Regions from separate parts of the Pan troglodytes genome. Here region 2 is linked to region 1. A link is a contact called in public Hi-C data. All regions are on one chromosome and are shown on one strand. The core of a region is the stretch at or near the end of the contact, and the rest is flanking DNA. Distances in the headings are between cores, read along the strand shown. Region 1 holds the start of FBXW5 (F-box and WD repeat domain containing 5). Region 2 holds the start of TMEM141 (transmembrane protein 141).

Region 1 (3,170 bases), core at 411-2,910:
TCATCCACTCGGGGGGCATTGGTATAGAGCGGAGGAGCCTGCCCCTGGAGCAGGTGGCTGTGTGTGGGACCCTCTCCTCAGCACTCAGGGCCACCCTGCACCGCTCCTGATCCTCTGTGGTCCCTCCGCTGGATGCAGGGAGGCTGCTGTGTCACCTCTGGCCTGACCCACCCCCCCCACCACCACCTGGTTGGAACGCCTGGGTCCTGGGACCTCCGTGCTGCGGCAGAGCTGGGTGGGGTGTGCAGGACACCTGGCGGTCCTCACCTTCACAGTGCAGTCCTTGGAGCAGGACGCGAACTGGTACCCGGAATGGGAGAAGCTGAGGTGCAGGACCTGGTCTGTGTGTTCCCGCAGCGTCTGCACCTCCACGCAGGGCACCGTGTCATACAGCCGCTGGAACTCCTCGTACCAGGACATGGCCGCTGCGGGTGGGCAGTTGTCAGTCCTGGGCCCGGGCCTTCCTCCTCGCAGTTACGGCCATGAGCTGAGTGTGGCCCCAGCAGTCCTGGCAGGCCCCGTGGTGCCCCTGGAACCCACTAGTCATGGCATAGGCCTCGGCTGGGGGATTCAACCCTGTAGCTCACAGAGACCCCTGTACCCCCCACCCCCCAAGTGACCTAGTGAACCCTCTGGCCTCCAAGCTCTGAGGGGCGCCTGTGCTGTGTCCGGACAGGCCTCCATCAGGGTGTGAGGGTGTGAGCATGCACACTCGGGGCCGCGGGGCGGGTCCCCAGCCAGGCTGACCCCCAAGCGCAGGGGCCCGGGGCCCTGGCTGCAGAACGTGGGTAGGCGCCCCACACGCCACTGACCTGGGTGTCGGGGCACGTCGCGGGCCACCTGGTAGTAGCGGTAGAACTGCTCCCTCCACAGGAACTCGTCCCGCGACACGGCCTGCCATTGGCGGCACACCAGCCCGGCGGCCAGCACGTCGGCCGGGCCCAGGCTCAGGAAGATCTGGTAGACCAGGCTGTCGGGGAGCAGGGGCGTGCCGCCCTCGTCCATCGTGACATTCTGCCCAGGCGGCCCTGAAACCCACCAACGGCTGCCCTCAGCCCAGGCCCGGGAAGGGAGGCCGAGAGCAGGCGTCCTGTTCCTCCAGCCCCAACCGTCCCGCCGGGAGTTCCACGGGGCTGCGTGTCTGCAGGGGACGCCCGGGCACCGCCGCCCAACCAAGGACCCGGCAGCTCCGGGCGGGCCGGGCCGGCCCCTCTCCGCCGCGTCATCCCCCGGCCTCCTGCGGCCGGCAGCGGGCGCCCCTCAGCCCGCCAGGGCCCGGACCGCCGCACGCGAAGCACGGGGACACCAGGCGCCGTCCGGGGACGGGCTTCCACCGAGAGGAAGCTCGGGGCGGCCAGGCAGTGGCCTCCGCCCTGCGGCCCTGGAGAAGCTCTGCCCGGCGGGCTCGGGGCGGACGGCGGGGACGAGCGCACGGGCGGCCTCGGGGCTCCTGCACTCGCCCAAGGCGGGCGGGGCCGACGAGGCGGGACCCCCGAGGGCCGCAGGCGCACTCACCACGGCCGCCTCCGCCCGCTGCGCCGCCCCCGCCCTGCGCGACCCGGACCCGCTTCCGCTGCAGCAGCCGCTCGGACCGCCGCCCCCGCCCAACGGGGAGCCCGCCAGGCTCGACGCCACGAGCCCCGAGGCATCGATGGCCGAGGAAGGCAGAGCGCGCGGGTAGCCCGCATCCGCCCCTCGTGCGCCTGCGCCTTGGGCTCCGGCGGCCTGGCCGGCTTTTCTTTGTGCGCCTGCGCGCACTCGGGCGCGTTAGAAACAGCGCCCCTTGTGGCCAGCGGGCGGCGGTCGTGGGCGGGGTTGCAGGCGAGGCTCAACGACCGCTGGTTCGGGACCCGCCTCCGGCGCTCCCTGTTGCCGGGCCCTGAGCAAGTGGCTTCGTGAACCCCGTGACGTTGGCCATGGAGATAAGACCACTGGGTGATGGTTTAAGGAAGATAACGTGTAAAGGGCTAAGGACTGTCAGTGGAAATCAGGGGTGCAGGAGAAATGGATAAACAGCCAGAGGTCAACTCGGACTTTGTACGTGGGACATGGTGCCAGGGCCCTGCCAGGAAGTGCAGATCGAAGCTAGGCTCACGAGGAGGCTGGAGGTGGGGGGTGGGGCTGGCCCAGGGCTGGGGTTGGGGAGGCAACGGATGGACATGGACTTCCTGGGCTGGGCTCTGTGACAGCAGAGTAGACTCTGTCCTGGGACTTGGTGGTGCTACCCTTGGCCTCCCACAGTCCTGCCACCCTGCCGCCGCCACCATGCTGCCCCCTGGGACTGTGACCCTCTTGACTCTGCTCCTGGCAGCTGGCTCGCTGGGCCAGAGGCCTCAGAGGCCACGCCGGCCCGCATCCCCCATCAGCACCATCCAGCCCAAGGCCAATTTTGATGCTCAGCAGGTAGAAGTTGTGGGGGGTAGAGGGAGGAACGTGAAGTTTTTGGGCCGGGGGAGGAGGGTAGAGGGAGGCAGGTAGAAGTTGTGTGTCAGGGGGGAGAGGGTGAAGTTGTGGGAGGGGTAGAGGGAGACAGGTAGAAGTTGTTGGGGGGGGAGAGGGAAGCAGGTGAAGTTGTGGGGGGTGTAGAGGGAAGCAGGTGAGGGGCCCTCCCACAGTGCCCTCGAGTTCTCCCATGGTCTGCCCCCAGTTTGCAGGGACCTGGCTCCTTGTGGCTGTGGGCTCCGCTTGCCGTTTCCTGCAGGAGCAGGGCCACCGGGCCGAGGCCACCACACTGCATGTGGCTCCCCAGGGCACAGCCATGGCTGTCAGTACCTTCCGAAAGCTGTGAGTCCCAGAGCAGCCCTGCACCCTAACCCCAACCCTCCTCTCAGCCCCCAGACTTCAGCCCTGCTCTGGCCCCTGACCCCACCCCGGCTGTGGCCTGGACTACGATTCCTGGATGGGGTCTCCCAGCCTGTGGTGCCTCCTCCCCGCCCCCCCAGGGATGGGATCTGCTGGCAGGTGCGCCAGCTCTATGGAGACACAGGGGTCCTCGGCCGCTTCCTGCTTCAAGGTGAGGCAGGGGCTGCAGGGCATGTGGGTGGGGGATGACGCAGCCACTGTGGCTCTCTGACGTGGCTACCGTGGCTCTGCCCCAGCCCGAGGCGCCCGAGGGGCTGTGCACGTGGTTGTCGCTGAGACCGACTACCAGAGTTTCGCTGTCCTGTACC
Region 2 (3,170 bases), core at 347-2,846, 150 kb before region 1:
CAGGGTTGGGGCTAAGGTTACAGATTAACAGCATTTCAAAGCAGAAGAATTTTTCTTAGTACAGATCAAAATGGAGTTTCTTATGTCTTCCTTTTTCTACATAGACACAGTAACAGTCTGACCTCTCTTTCCCCACAAATGGCATTAAATTATTTCCATATATTATAGAGTAGGTCCTTCCACATTTTGGAGAGTAGCAAATCTAGCTTTTTTGTACAGACTTAGAAATTATCTAAAGACTTCAGCCTTTTTTTTTTTTTTTTTTTTTTTTGAAACAGAGTCTCACTCTGTCGCCCAGGTTGGAGTGCAGTGGCACGATCTTGGCTCCCTGCAACCTCCGCCTCCCAGGTTCAAGTGATTCTCCTGCCTCAGCCTCCCCAGTACCTGGGATTATAGGCACCTGCCACCACGCCCGGCTAATTTTCGTATTTTTAGTAGAGACGGGGTTTCACCATCTTGGCCAGGCTAGTATTTAACTCCTGACCTTGTGATCCACCCGCCTCGGCCTCCCAAAGTGCTGGGATTACAGGCGTAAGCCACCGCGCCTGGCCAAGATTTCATCTTTTTACCTCATATTTCTTAGGAATTTAATGGTTATATGTTGTCTTTTTTCCCATGCCTTTTGGCTCAAGCAACACGTGTATCAGTGTTGACTTTTTCTTTCTTTGATCTAGTTAAAAAAAAAACCACATAATAATTCTTTGAAGAAAGGAAGGGGTTAATTTTTTCCCCTAGCACTTTCTTGAAGATCAAGGACTTTATCGATGAAAAAGTAGTAAATAGTTATTTGTAACCTGTGTGAAGCAGCAGCCTGACTTGAAGTCGTCCGTTCTTGCTAATGGTTACACCAGTGAATACTAGTGGAATTGTTTGGGCTGATTTTAGTTTCTCTTAATCAAAATTACTAGATGATAGAATTCAAGAACTTGTGCATGTTATTACTTGGTGTATCGATAATTATTTAAAAGTAAAGACTCTTTGTCATGCAAAACAAAAGGAGTTTGAGGCTCAGCTACTAAGCTGCTGGTTACAGAACCACTTTGCTAAACAGTAATTTTATACATCCCCACTCCGTGGTGGCTTATGAGAAATTCAATCCCTGATTGTAGTCCTCAAGCAAAATAACTCTTGACAATCATTAGGCCTCTGCAAGTGTGGGAATGAGGCCCGGCCGGGGGGAGGAGCGCACGCTCTCAGCCACGCCCCGCCCGGTGCCCGCCTTCGCCCCGCCCAGTCGTCGCCGGAGGTCACAGGGCCCAAGCTCCTAGAGGCGTGGCCAGGCCCCAGGCCCCACCCCTCTCCCCTGCGCTCTAGCAGGCTCGATCCATGCTCCGCCCCCAATCCAAGGCCCTGGCCCCTCCGCCTGCACCTGGCAGGCCCCGCCTCTTAGAACCCGACACCTCCGCCTGCGCAGGCCCGCTCCCCGGTCCTGTCTCTCAGGCCCCGCCCCCAGGTCGCGTCTCCAAAGTCCCGTCCCTCAGGCCCCGCCCTCAGGCCCCGTCTCCTAGGCCCCGCCCCCTCCGCCTGTTCCAGCGCGCGCCCGTCCCTAGGCCTCGCCCCCAGATCCGGGCCCCACTCCTCCGCCCGCAACTGCGCAGGCCTGTCCTCTAGGCCACACCCCCAGGTTCCCGCCCCGCCCTTCCGCCTGCGCCTGCGCAGGCCCGCTCCCCGAGCCCTGCCAACCATGGTGAATTTGGGTCTGTCCCGGGTGGACGACGCCGTGGCTGCCAAGCACCCGGTGAGAAGGCCGGTCTGGGACGCGGGCCTCAGACCCCACAAGCTGACCTGAGCGAGACGGGGGGCTGGGGCGTGGGGGTGCCTTCGTCAGGGAAGAGTGGCGGAGGCTGGGGGCACTCTCTTGCTAAGGGGCTCAGGGCGTCCGGGTTGGCATCGGGGAGGTGGGACGTGTCCAAGTGCCCAGGGTCTCACTCCTCCACAGCCAGGGTGTGCCCAGAGGAGGGACAGGAGAGGCGGTGAAGGAAGAGGGCAGGGGATCGAGCCTTCACCCGCCTCTGCCACCCCAGGGACTCGGGGAGTATGCCGCATGCCAGTCACACGCCTTCATGAAGGGCGTTTTCACCTTCATCACAGGTAGGCTGCGTCCAGGTGTCCTGCGGCTGGGAGAGAACGCACCCTCCTGCCCTGCCCTGGCTCCCCAGCAGGGGGCGCCAAGTCACCTGCCCGCAGGTGCTGGGGGCCTGGCAAGGTGGGCCCTGGCCATCCCCGGGTACAGGTTGATGGGGACCTCGGCTCTTTGCAGGCACTGGCATGGCCTTTGGCTTGCAGATGTTCATTCAGAGGAAGTTTCCATACCCTTTGCAGTGGAGCCTCCTAGTGGCCGTGGGTGGGTACTCCAGGGCCCCTGCCTGGGCTCTTTGAGGGGTGGGTTTCTGCTAGGGTTGGGGCTGTGGTTCTGCGTCCCTGACTCTGACGTGGAGCCCCAGGTCTCGGCGGGAGCCCCACCTGAGCCCACCCACCACGTCTGTCAGGAAGTAGCCTGTGCCCGGTTCTCTTAGCCTGGGAAGCACAGAGGCCCCAGCCCTCTTCCATTTCCTGCTCCACAGTTGCAGGCTCTGTGGTCAGCTACGGGGTGACGAGAGTGGAGTCGGAGAAATGCAACAACCTCTGGCTCTTCCTGGAGACCGGGCAGCTCCCCAAAGACAGGAGCACAGGTGAGAGAGCCTGGGGGTTAGCGAGAAGTGAATGCCACAGCTCCAGCACCCAGAGTTTTGGGCAGCCAAGCCTGGGTGCACCATGCGATAGCCTAGACAAGGTCCCTCCCTCTGGCCCAGCCTCCTCAGCATGTGACTCCCAGATGGGTTGGAGCTGGGGGTGGGCGCAGTAGACAGATCTTGGAGAGCTCCCTTTGAGGAGAAAGAACCAAGAGGGGCTGGGGTGCCCCTGAGATTGAGAGGAAGGGTACAGAGTGAAGGGTGTGGCAAGGCCACAGCAACCACGTGGGCACCCAAGAGGAGTGAGGCTGGACTGAGAAGCCCCGCATTGGACCCAGGCCTGGCCCCCACTGCCTGTTGTCCTTGTTACGGAACCCAGTTTCTGCCATGATAAAATGGGCACAGGGATGCCAAGCCACGATGGATGTGGTTCGAGCTTGTCTCTCTTTGCCTTTTACAGATCAGAGAAGCTAGGAGAGCTCCAGCAGGGGCACAGAG

The links. Hi-C and Micro-C count contacts between places; a contact is called where the count stands out from the background.
Region 2: a contact with region 1 is called in a Hi-C map of stem cell-derived neural progenitor cells, with 5 times the contacts expected there. The contact joins the promoter of TMEM141 here to the promoter of FBXW5 in region 1. A contact is called at or near these places in 1 of 7 Hi-C or Micro-C datasets (stem cell-derived neural progenitor cells) and 1 of 1 datasets of contacts at active chromatin or transcription factors (stem cell-derived excitatory neurons).

The regions. Positions count from the first base shown.
Region 1 is chr11:1,511,234-1,514,403 of NHGRI_mPanTro3-v2.0_pri, reverse strand. It overlaps FBXW5 (F-box and WD repeat domain containing 5), which reads right to left and starts at 1,660. Exons shown (of 9, transcript XM_016962200.3): 1 at 1,516-1,660; 2 at 813-1,028; 3 at 268-425. The coding sequence starts at 1,005. It overlaps C8G (complement C8 gamma chain), which reads left to right and starts at 2,125. Exons shown (of 7, transcript XM_016962201.3): 1 at 2,125-2,403; 2 at 2,648-2,784; 3 at 2,943-3,013; 4 at 3,099-3,170. The coding sequence starts at 2,266.
Region 2 is chr11:1,664,767-1,667,936 of NHGRI_mPanTro3-v2.0_pri, reverse strand. It overlaps TMEM141 (transmembrane protein 141), which reads left to right and starts at 1,596. Exons shown (of 5, transcript XM_001162853.7): 1 at 1,596-1,738; 2 at 2,025-2,091; 3 at 2,261-2,344; 4 at 2,565-2,672; 5 at 3,133-3,170. The coding sequence starts at 1,685. The coding sequence ends at 3,146.